2 separate regions of the Dromaius novaehollandiae genome follow, and region 1 is linked to region 2. Evidence: chromatin contacts called from public Hi-C data. All regions are on one chromosome and are shown on one strand. Each heading gives the region's core, a stretch centred on a gene start, on an enhancer-like site or on the middle of the called end of the contact. The rest is flanking DNA. Distances are from core to core; before and after follow the strand shown.

Region 1 (6,190 bases), core at 1,394-3,893, 98 kb before region 2:
AATTTGTTTATCCCTTGTGACATCTCCAGCTGTGCAGAGAGGTGACAGGTTAAACCCACAGAAACAGGTTAAATTCCTCCTCATCCCCCTGTCTGCTTCATGATCTTGGGCAAGTCATTTTGCCTTGTTGTCAGCCTGCTCCCTGCTCCCTTTTTTTTCTTTCTGACTGAGACTGGAAGCCCTCTGGAACAGGAACTGCCTCTTCTCTTGTGACTGTGCAGCAGCAAGCACAAGACCACGAAAGAGCTCAGGGTTCTGGAGACTTCTTCATGGGACAAATCATCAAATAATTGCAAGAACTTAGAAAATCCAGTGTTTTTCACAAATTTCTCCTGCTTTTTCCTGTGGTGCATTTGGAACTTGTGGGATCATTCGACCGCTGCGGGAGAGATGCGTCTCAAACAGAGCAGCGGGGAGTGTGCAGCTTCATGCGGGCATTACAGCTCCACCAACGTGCCTCATACCTCCTCTGCAGCAATCGCTGCCAGCTGCTCTTCCCGTGACTTCCCTCCTCCGCTGACTCCGGACTGCTCTGTCCCACTGGCTGCTACCAGCTCACCAAACAATGCTGGCTCTTCAGACACTGCAGGGCCTCCAACTACTCCTGGCACCCCAGGGTGCAGCAGCCACCGTGTGGCTGCCACTCTCTGCTCCAGAGCTGTTTCTCATCACAGTTCTTCCCGGTTTCCCCGCACAGCCTTGTTCAGTGCTGGATCCATCACACAAGTTTCTCTATTCAGGACAGCCTGGTTGCTACTGAGCACAGCACTGTGTCCTGGAGAGGAAACAGCACAGGGTGTAACCAACTGTCCAGCAGCTTATAGCTATATGTTGGCTTCCATTTGCATACATTTAATCAGCTCCTTCTCTGTCATATGAAGTGGTCTGCTATAGGTTGGCATTACCTGTCAATGTGCTTGCAGCTGCTTTCAAACTGATTCCTCATTTTATCCACACAGAAGCACATGCAGACTGCAGGTCATGTTATATATATCTTCAAAGTGTTCTGTGGAGTTTCTGCATCAGCTCGTCCTCCTCTGTTCAATACACCTGGAGGGATGTGCAGGCCTTTGTTAGGCCCCTGATAGACACAGGGAGCTGGGTAAGTACCTAATCACCTGTCAGTCACAGTTTCAAGCTCCTTATTCTCTCAGTTGCACAGCTTCTGTAACTAGACTTCATATCTCATAGGCCTTCTTTGCTTCAGCTGACAACTTCAGTGACTGTAGCGCTAGGACATTCAAACAACTCTATCAATGCACTATGGTCAGAGACTCAAATATTACCAGCTCCCAGGTTCCAAGACGTGCTATTTCAAATCCGGGGCCAGCACCAAAATAATCCTGCTAATTTCAGAGGCCAAAAACTTTTAAAGTTCAAATATCCAGTGTCTCACAGACTATTTCAGGATGGTGTTTGTGTCCGTTCTGAATTTCTTCACAGGCATCAGGGCACTGAAATCACATCATTCCACTTAGCAACACACATTTCCTCCTTCCATTCTGACCTAATTTTAATAGCTAGTCTCTTGGGATCTATATGCCTAGAAGTAAGGCTGCTCAGAGAGTAGGATTACCCCCAAAACATTTCCTCCCAGGAGGGCAGGTGTTCAAAGGTAAGTATGTATACTAATGGCCCATTGACTGCTCTGCTGCTGTTGCTTTCCCTGGGAACTGGAAGAAGCCCAGGATCGAGGAACACACGTTAGCTAGAAATTGCAGAGACTCTGGGCAGTTTGCAAGCCAGGATGTCATTTTCTAAAGCCCTGAAGGGTTAGGAAAAGACTGGCTACTGGAAAAACTCTCAGAGTATTGCGAACCTTCTACCTGAGAGCTGTGCACCAGTCCCTGTGCTGGCGAGGACAGGTCAAATGGTGTGCTTCACCAATTCCATGCAGTTTTACTGCCTCCCTCCCACTATGGGATTGCACTGGCCAACTGTCTGTGGCATGGGAAAGACAGCAACACCCTGCTACAGCCATAAGTTGTCAGTGCCACTTCAGGGGACTGAATAATGGGGAAAGGGGAGCAAATCTCATGTTGAGCAAGTGCAAGAGGATGGGCTTGTGAGGTGGTGCTTGAAGGGCAGGCCGGTAGCAGAGTGACCTGACTCTGAACTCATTTTTTTTTCCTACGTAACTTCTTAAGGCCAGAATAGCCTTGTAGACCTTGCCTGGAGAAAAAATCAAAGTGGTAGTGCATATCTGAACTGCTGTTCAAGTCAGTGGCTGCTCTGTGAAAGCTGCTGAGGTTTTACAGAGCTTATAGTTGATAGCATGGAGCAGAAAGCTGTGGCCTGCTTGTCAGACGCGCTGACCTTTACCACAGGTTAAAGGTCCAACGCAGAGTTGCATGGCTGTGAAAATGTTGGCAGATCAGCGCCTGTTCTTTCCAAGCCTGCGTTGTCTCCAGGATCAGAAAGGAAACATTTTGATCCCTGACCTCCAGCTCTGACACCCAATACTTCCTGCTGAGCCTGTCCTAAGCCCCAGCACAGCTTTGCCAGTGTGGCTTCAGCCTGGCCTGCAGCACCCCTGCCACCTCAGTGCAACGGCTGCTCCAGAGGAAGACTCAGTCCTGGGTGCAGCCTTCAAATGCTCCACGGAGTTGGGACCTGCAGGGATGCAAGCCTTGCTTTCCTCTCTAGATGGTGCTCTTAGGACAGGCAATGGCCATGTTCCCCCAGTTTAAGCCTTGCTACTAAACCTCACTGTGCTGGGTCCTGCAGACAGGCATGTAAGGGCATTGGGGAGGGCTGAACTTGGCAGAAGGGGAAACAACTGATGTGCAGCCCCTCTGGGAACTTTCTACCATCTGAGCTCCTCCTGCTTTTCAGCTGCCTAGGCCCAGCACCCTGCATTTTTTCCTCTCCCCCTTTTCCACAGCCTGGAATAGTTTGTCCCAACTTTGTAGATTTAGCACATGGCTGATGCCTCTGGGGTTTTCCAATAGCGGCACTCCATTAGGGCCCAATTCTGCTCTTACCACAGTCAATGGCAAAAGTCTCATTGACTTAGCAGGAGCAAGAGCAAGCCCTTAATGGCTTCTGAAGGCAAGGCTTTTTTTTTTTCTTTTTTTTTCTTTTTTATTCTGTGACAGTTAAAACCATGGCCACTTTAGATTTCCCATATAAAGCTGGGAGAGACCTCAGGCACTTCTGCAAAGAAGTAGATGACCTGCTGAAGCTTGAAGTAAATAGAAGAGGTATTTTACCACACGGGGATCACTAGCCTGGATGCAAGAGACAAGGCAGCATGCTACATTGCACTCCTAGACACAACCAAAACAGAGCTGGTTGAAAAAGAACAGATTTGTTCTGAAGCAAGAATATTTTCAGAATCATTTCCTGATCACGGAAATCCAAACTCATTGTCTCCTTGTTTGAGATTATTATCATGTTTCTTGAAAAATATTTTTAGCCACAGCGTGTATCAAAATATTTTGCTGGGCAAGTTTTGGGTGAGTTGGAAGGTGCCAATGATGGTTTCTTTCCAAAAGGGTTGACTAAAAGTGTCACCAAAAATAAAACATGAAACAAGTTTCTCAAAAGTCATTTAAAACAACAACAACATTCATTTGAAAACTGGCAAGAGTGACAGCAGTAGAGTTAGTTGTCACAGCATGGAGGATCTGAACCAGTGCCTGCCTGGATCTTATTCACAGAGAAAAAGTCCTTCCTCTCCTAGAATAGATTTCAATAACAAGTCAAAGAAATAGTTCAGTAGTAAGACAAGGAAAGAAATAAAGCTTGTGAGTGGATAAGCAGTGTCTGCCTCCATAAAAGCAAGCTGCCAGCTCCTCAGGATTAGAGGGAAAGTCTTGAGGAAGAGTTCCCTCCAGCACATACTGTAGGAGGGAGCCATTGAGATACTGTGCCCTGGCGTGTAATAGGACTATCTTCCCTGGAGAGCACAGGGTAAGGAAGTGTCACCTGCTTGAAAGGTGATGCTCCATGTATCACATGCACCAGTGCCACGGCCAAAATACCAAGTGTTTGTGTGTGTCACTGGGTGTATTTATAGTTGTGAATGGCTGTGAGATTTGATTTGCAGACCCCTTAAAGATTTCCACTCTTCTTTACAGTAACCAAAGCCTTCCAAGCTGGATTGTCCTAGCCGCCTTTCATGGGCCATGTAAAAGGAGGGCTGCTAGTCGAGGTGAACATTGCTGTTGTATGTAGTTTGTGTGTATGTTCTTGGGTGATTATAGGATGAAGTCGTGGCATGGGGTAGTTTATGCTGGCACGTATGGCATATGCATGTGGGCATGTGCAGTGGTGGGCCAGTATTTTGTAATTTGAGCATGCAGGTACAGAGGTACCTGTATAAGAAGTGTATATTATGTAAGTACCTCTATGTACCGGCAAAGAACTTGGGGCATGAATGCTGCTTACAGAGGCAAAAGAGGAGCGATGCCATCAGGAGTGATGTCATACCACCACGTGGGCTTACCTGAGAAGCATGCCATTTGGGCAACGGAGCTCTCAGAAGAGCATTTGGCAGGCAGATGCTCCCAGTTTAACCATTACCTGCGCTTTCCCTGCACTTTGGCTTTTGCCCTCCATCTTTGCGCCATGGACTCCGCGTGCCCCAGCAGGGAAGGGAGGGAAAATGCCCCCCCCCACCACCAGGAGTCCTCGAGGGGGCAGCCAGGGAAAGGCAGCCACGTGCAATATGCCCATGGGGGGCTGAACAGTTTCCACGAGCTTCCAGCATTGCGTTTAAAACTCACTCCTCCACTGCCCCCCGCAGCCAGGCCTCTCACGCCCTTGCGGCAGTGCTCAGCACACTTTTCCATGCCAAATTTAAAAAATTTAAGAGACCTGGTCCCTCTTGCTTAAAAGCAGCCAGGGCAAATGATGTGGAGACCCCAAGTGTTAAAGCAGCTGGACCAGTGTTGTGGTCCCTAGCAAGTCACACTTTCAAGGTTTTTCTACAGCAACAGATGGCAGAAACTGGTTTAATCCTTAAAACACCACATGACTCCGGGTTTTGAAGGAAGCAGCCATGTTGTGACCGGAGGCGATGCAGTGGGGCCAGCACAAGGCCTGGAGACAGCACGGGGCAGCCAGGCTGTGGTTTCCATGGCGACATGGTAGGCTGCCCCGTTTGGTTGTGCTTCTTCACCAGGCCCTGGGGTGCTGCCATGCCGTTTTTGCAGGCTGCGCGGTGCCGGGGCTGGGGCAGCCTGCCGTGGGGCAGGGGCGAGCGGCTTCCTGGTGGCAGGCCAGGCACTCACTCCGCCTCAGCTGGCCCACCGTTTCCCGAGGCCATAGGGGATGATGCCATGCGGCCGTGCTGCGACCGCCCGAACCACAATGAACCTCGTGCCTCCCCGGGCCTCCCTGCACTGAGGCCCCCCGTCCCCTCCCAGTGATGGCATGCAGGTAACACCCGGTCATCTGGGTTTTTCCTCCCCAGCGCCATGGCTGTGGGTGCTCACAACACTTCTGAGAGCTCAGTCCTCTCCGAGCTGCCGCACGGCTGTGGGATTCGCTCAGTCTGGGCCAACAGGTTCAAAAGTGATGAGGCAGGGCCTGACAGACTGACAGATGGATAGGCAGACAGCGCGAGCGCAATAGTCTCGTTTCCTGAGGAAACCAGGCTAAAAATAGGGGCTCTCGCTCTTCCTCTTTTCATCCCCCTTCTCTCTTTTTTTTTCTTTTTTCCTGCTTTTCCCTTGGGTCCTCCTTGTCTCTCTCTCCGCTCCTTTCTAATGGCATAACGGTGTTGCCAGCTTCCTCTTCATTTTATTGAGAGCAGCTGTGGATTAGCTGGGTTTGCCTTAAAGCCTCAGCTTCTGTTTTCAGCGTCTGCTTTGCCTTGATGTCAACCATGGCTGAAAAGGGCCAGCAGGTTCACCGGATGATGCAGAGGGGGTCTGGCAAACAAAGGTGGTCATATGATACTGGTCATATGATACTTATTCCCTTGATGTTATGGTGACATTTTCCCCTTTTTCCCAAAAGAGTTCTGCCGCCTGAACGTGGAGGGTGGCAGCACTGGCTTGTGTGCCATCACTGCCACCCCGTGTTTGCTGGCACCTGGCCCTGCGCGCACTTCGGCTGCCCCGTCTTCGCCTAGCTCTCTTGGTAGGTTTCTGCCCAAAGATCAGTCTTGCAAAAGCTGCCGCCTCTGCCTGCCAGTCCCATTTCTTTCCACATATCCTTTGTGAGTGCGAACTTTGTGCCT
Region 2 (5,929 bases), core at 3,200-5,699:
GCTTCAATCTATTCCAAAATTTCCACAATGCCATGTGCTACAGCCCTATCTTTGGTCCTGCCATACTCTCACCCTTCCACCAGAGTTTGCAAAGGCATCTTCATAAAAAGATATGCAGCTTCCTTGCGTGGTTACTGCAACACACTGATTCCTCATTGTCTGTTTAAGGACCTTTTGCAGATCCTAAGTGATATTGCTAGTTATTATAGTGGGGGAGACTGCACTGGGTATTCACTTCCCCACAAAGTGATGGGCACAGAAGGATGCACAATGTTACACCATAATGCTTTCAACATCACTTAACATCACAAGTCATACTATCCCCTGGCAGGAAAACAATGCAACATACAGAGAAGCAATGCTAGAAATAGCAATGATCAGCCTGTCTTGATATCTACCTGATATAAGTGGAGAAAGAGCCACCAAAAGCTATCCACCAGAATAGCCTGAAAGACTGGCGCAATGAGGAAATTCCACAGCATTTTTCTAGGAAATAGAGTCTGGAAAGAAATGAAATTTAGTAACGCCGTGCAAAGGAGGAAAGATTCCTGAAGCAAATCACTCTGAAAAGCAGACACTGAGCCTCTTTCTCTTGCTCTCAAACTTCTGGGGAAGCTTTCTAAACTCTCATTCACAACCCCTACCAACTGTAAAAGCATTCACATACATATTAGCATTTGTGTGCATAGCAATCAGGCATATACAAGTATGCATTCATGTCACATGCCAAGGCAGTGGGGACAGGCTGCCTGGCCTTTCCAATTCATAAATATACCTTTCTACTTGATGACTTTCTCTGGGCATGCAGTGTTTTCTCCAAAACATCTGTAAGCTCTATCCCATTTGGCAGTGGTGTCAGTTTATGCTTATTGTATCCTGGATATTGGTACATTTCCACTGTGCCCTGTTCTGAAGTACTCTGGCATTTTTGGAAGTGGGATGGTAAGGGAAAGAAAGAAATGACACAAAAAGGAAAACATGAAAATTTCTAACAAGTCCCAATAATACATAATTGTTCTTTCTTCTGTGTCCTGCAACAAGACTCTGATGAGACTTGTGAAAAAAGTGTCAGTAAAATTAACATAAAATGCCCTTTTTTAAGAGCATAAAGTACTACTAATCTCTGGAATGCATATGGAAGGAAACATGCATTAGTGATCTATCCCATCTTATCAGATTGCTAACAAGCAGATCACTTGGCAGTCAATGAGCTGATACAGGTTAGTAGTTCTTGCACCTTAGAAACCCATCTCCAAAAACAAAGTTTAGGCCTCAGTTGTCTCCAAAACATCTCCCAGAAAACTGGACTCAGATTTTTTTCCAGGAGACGCATCATGTACATAAGGAGGGGGAAGGATTCTGTCTTCTCTTAAAGACAGGTTTACCACTTGTGAAGTGAACCTGACCTGAGGCAGCACATTGACATCTGACTTGTGCAGAGGGTTGCCATACTTTTGCATGAAGCCACACATCTCCTTTCTGCTTTTATCTGCAGAGAGAAAGAAAAGACTGAGGATACTGAAGACACATTAGAGAGCAAATTCAGATCAATCAAAAATAAGGCATAGTCTCCATTCTGCTATGCCATGTGCCTCTTTAGAAATATAAAAGGGAGCATTTAAGGAAAAGTGGGCAGAACGCTGAACTCTCCAGTTTCTTACTATTGAAAAAAAAACAAACAAGCAAATAGGAAAGATCTTTGCTACGGTGAGCTAACTTGGTACCTCAACACACAACTTGTACACAGTATTTGATTATTTATGACAGGTGTCAACTTATGTTGTATAAGCCACTAGATTTTGATATCTCACAATGCAGTAAGCAGTCTTTTCCTCAAAGCTTCTCCCGGCAGAATTAAAGAGCAAAATTAATGTGTCAAGATTATATGATAAATAATAACTAACCCTATACTACTCAGGACAATTATGTTTCCAGCAACAAACAGAACAAAGATGATCTCATGGTTAACATGCAAAGTGACCAAGCTGTGCCTCTGGCTTTGTCACAGATTCACTGTGAGATCCTGAATAAATGAGACAGTTTGTGATGTATTACTACAGTACTTATCCTGCTCTCTGCAAGGAGAACTCAAGCGCACAACTGTGCTGAACACAGAGATGATGTTGGCTTATTCCAGTTTAGAACTAAGCAGCAGAAAACATAATACAGGATTCCTCTAGGAAGGTGAACATTAATACACCTGTATAATTGGCAGGGTATGTCCTCACCAGAGCTCCTTAATGCCTGTTCTTTTTCTCAGTAACAAACCCCTGAAGTATTTATATAAGAAATATACGTGCTTTTGTCTTTGGGTGTCTCAGGGAACAACTTCTTTTGTATGGAGCTCTTCTGCTCTGAATATCTCTTTGAAAACTCAAGACATTTCAATGCCTTTAACAACATTAAGAAAAAACATGGAAATGAGCATCAAGAGCTCAGTTCCTCAGTCACGTATAGTCTTTGACTCTCAAAAGCACTTAGGTTAGCTATAGTTTTTTCAGTTCCAAACCGTAAGTCTACATTCTCCCAATCTTTCTTCCAGGTTCTTGCCCTCATTTTATTTCTGGCCATTGATCTTTTTATCTTCCTATCCAATATATGCACACACACATATTCATATAAATGCTGATAAGAGCCACAACTACTGCCCAAAACCTCTATTTAGAGCTGCAAGTTTTTGCTCTAAGGTTTTTACTGTAACCCCCTCTCTTATAAAAATAATGTATTTTCAGTGCACAGATTTTAATACAAGGGGTCAGAAGCACATATGTTGTAGTACATGGGCCGCTATTTTTACATCACTTGTCCGCGAAGATTCATATTGTTTAATTGGACTACTAGCATACAGTCCAGCACTGGAGATTTTCCTCATCTATAATCACCATATTGATATTGTGGTATCTTTCAAATTCTTGTTCCAGGTAAACAATTTTCTGGTTCACTTCAGTCAGAGTGCCCATTGAGCACTCTGAGAATGAAAGACTGTTAAGGAACATTGTTGTGGAATATTAATAAACGTACAAACCAAATGAAAAGGCTGGTGACCCTCCTCTCATGTTTTTGCCTCTCTTTCCTGGTATTTCTATTTATTCCCTCTCCCTCTTTTTGCTTTCCTTCTTATTCTCCTTTCACACAGCTCATTACCCTGATATCCCATTAATCTAAATTTTTTCAGGAAAGCCTCACAATGTCCTCAACAGAAACTTTTTAAGCAATGAAGCAAGTAATTTCAAATCACCAAATTCCTTCGAGATTGGGGAAATACAGTATTTTAAAACTTCAGAAAGGAAATATTTTGCTTTTGCAATAGAAAAAAAAAGTTGCTGATACACATGACATAACCTTGCCATCTGTTTGAAGTATTATCCAAACCAACTACCAAAGTCACCTCCCATGGAACAAAACAGAGTAGAACAATAAAAATTTGCCTCATCATCAGCTGAGAAGGGAAGACTTTGTAGCATGCTCAGAAAGTCAGGACATTGGGACTGTTTCAGAGGAGAGCTTACAAAACAAGTGCCCGCTCTTCTATCCCCAACTTTAAACTTATTCGCTAAACTTGTGGAGTCCAGCACCCCAGACACTTTGAACTTCTCCACCTCCTCTCCCATGCTCCCAAGTGAGAGCTGCTCTACCGAGGGGAATTTCCTTCTTTATCCGTAAAAAGAACGGCAGAAAAAACGCTTCCAACGAGTCCCAGCATTTTAGGGGATATGTGAGGCAGCAGTGGGCAGAACATAACAGCTCTGATGTAGCCTGAAAATAAGAGCTCCGTTTCCGCTACACCCAGCTAATCCTTGCCCTCCCATCTCCGCCAAAGCCAGCGGGTGCCAGGGGTGAGGCTCTGGGGCCAGGGCCCAGCGGGGTTACGAGCGGGGACGACACGGAGCCGCATCTCCCCGCGCCGCAGAGGATACCCGACGGTCCGTCCTCCGGGACCTCCCGCACCACCCCCACGGGGTCCCGCGGCGGCAGCCCCAAGAAGTCGCCCCGCGAGGCCGCCGGGGAGACGCCGCCGCCCGCCGCGGCCATCCTCCTCACGGGAGCCGCCAGTCGCGGCACTAGGGCGAGCCCCGCACCACGTAGGCCCGCCCGAGGGCCGCCGTCGCCACGCGCCGCCGCGGCGGGGAGGAGCGGGCGGGAGGGGGGGCGTCGTCATAGCAACGCAACGGCCGCAAACGGCTCCCGGGACACGCGGCGGCCGAGGCCACACGGGCGGTAATGGCAGGGGCTGCCTAGGAGCGGGACTCGGGTTCGCCAGGGAGCAAGCCGTTCCCTTCCTCCTCTTTAGTTAAGGCGAATTTCAATGGAACAGTCTAGTTTATCCGCCCCCGCGCTGAGGGCTGGCGCTACCACGCTGGGAAGGGAGGGATGTCCTCATCTGCTATTCTCTTGCTGATCCCGTTTATTTCACGAGTAAGATGCCGAGGGGGAAAAGAACTTGAGAGACTATTCCTATGGCTGCCGCTAGGTAGAGTAACTCTGACCCTGCTCGTCGTCCTCATCCCCTTTTCCCAATGCGAGACCGCCAGCGCGCCCCCCGCCAGGTGGTACGGCCCGTGCCCCTCCCGCCCCCGCCCCGCTGGCGGACCGTGCCGTTCGGCGGGCGGGGGGATAGAGGAGGGATGCGCCTGCGCAGAGGCGAGGCGGGGCGGGGGAGGCGCGAGAGAAGGGGGCGCCGAGCAGTTGGGTGCAGGTGAGGGGCGCGCGCGCGCCAACGGGGCGGGGAGGAGGAAGGGAGAGATGCGGGGTGCGTCGGCCTCGCTTCAGATTTAAAGCGGAGGCGGGGAGAGAGAGCGGGGTTGGTGTTAGGGCTTTGCGCCGTTTCCCCCCTTCCCGAAGCGTTCGCGCGGCGCGCGGTCACGTGGCGCGGTAGGTGCGAGGGGCGTCGCGTGCTGGTGGCGGGAGAGGCGCGGGCCTGTCATGGCCGGGCCGGGCGGGGCCCCGAGCGGGCGGGGGCGGGGCGCTGCGTTTCCGCCCGGTGCCCGCTTTTAGGTGTAAAGCGGGTAAAAGAACAGAATTGTCGGCGAATTGAACGCTTGTGGGAATGCATGGCATTTTATAAAGTGGTCACTGAAAATTCATGGCTATTTTTTTCATTAGAGGAAACTGCTAGAGAGGACCAGAGGTATTAAAGGAGGTGTGAGGTATTAAAAGAGTACATCCCGTCTCTTGAAAGAGCCCATTAATTTCTTTTAAAGTAGTGACTTAAAGAATTGGTGTCACCTAATTATTTTCAAAGGTACGATGTTTTTAAGAAGAAGTAGTGATTAAAAACTATAAATATCAGAATCTTAAAATCCTGGTAATTCTAAAGGTAATTACTGGGTTATATTTCTGTTTAAGACCTAACACGTCTAATCCTTGCATTTTCTTTGTGTTTGGAAAGCAGAATAAAGCAGTCAGAAGTACCACTTAAACTCAAAAAGTAGAACAGAATGCCTCTCTTTGGTAACACTTTTAGTCCAAAGAAAACACCACCCAGAAAATCAGCTTCTCTCTCCAACTTGCACTTGGTAAGTTCTGGGGCCCATGGCTTGGCTATTAAGTAGTCAGTGACCAGGAATGGGTGGCTTGTGCTAAGAATGTTGCATTATAATCCCTGTAAGACACCCTCCTCTTGGATGCTCCTGCCTCTAGCTCTTTCCTCCTGTGGTACAGGATCCATTTCTGATCACTGGTGACCAGATACCAAAATAAAAATGGAATGGCTCGGAGTAGTATGCATCACCCCCACCACTGTCCAGAATTACTTTCCCTGAAGCTTGTAACTAATGGTTCTAATCTAGATCCAGGGAGAGCGTTTCCAGCAGGTCAAGGGAGGTGATTCTTCCTCTCTGCTCAGCATGGGTGAGGCTGCATCTAGAGTGCTGTGTCTAGTTGTGGGCTCCCCAGTACAAGAGAGACATGGACTTAGCAAGATCAAGTG

Evidence for each region. A called contact is a pair of places that touch in the nucleus more often than the background predicts.
Region 1: a contact with region 2 is called in a Hi-C map of liver, with 6 times the contacts expected there. The contact joins the enhancer-like site here to the promoter of CBY1 in region 2. A contact is called at or near these places in 3 of 4 Hi-C or Micro-C datasets (brain, liver and ovary).

Annotation. Positions count from the first base shown.
Region 1 is chr1:53,677,139-53,683,328 of bDroNov1.hap1, reverse strand. No RefSeq gene overlaps it. Among named protein-coding and RNA genes, the nearest start is that of KCNJ4, 8.8 kb to the right of the region's middle. Within about 2 kb of position 2,643, at least 2 of the 2 cell types and tissues checked have open chromatin away from gene starts, as enhancers often do.
Region 2 is chr1:53,581,458-53,587,386 of bDroNov1.hap1, reverse strand. CBY1 (chibby 1, beta catenin antagonist) reads left to right here and starts at 4,449. Exons shown (of 5, transcript XM_026102694.2): 1 at 4,449-4,471; 2 at 5,393-5,516. The coding sequence starts at 5,439.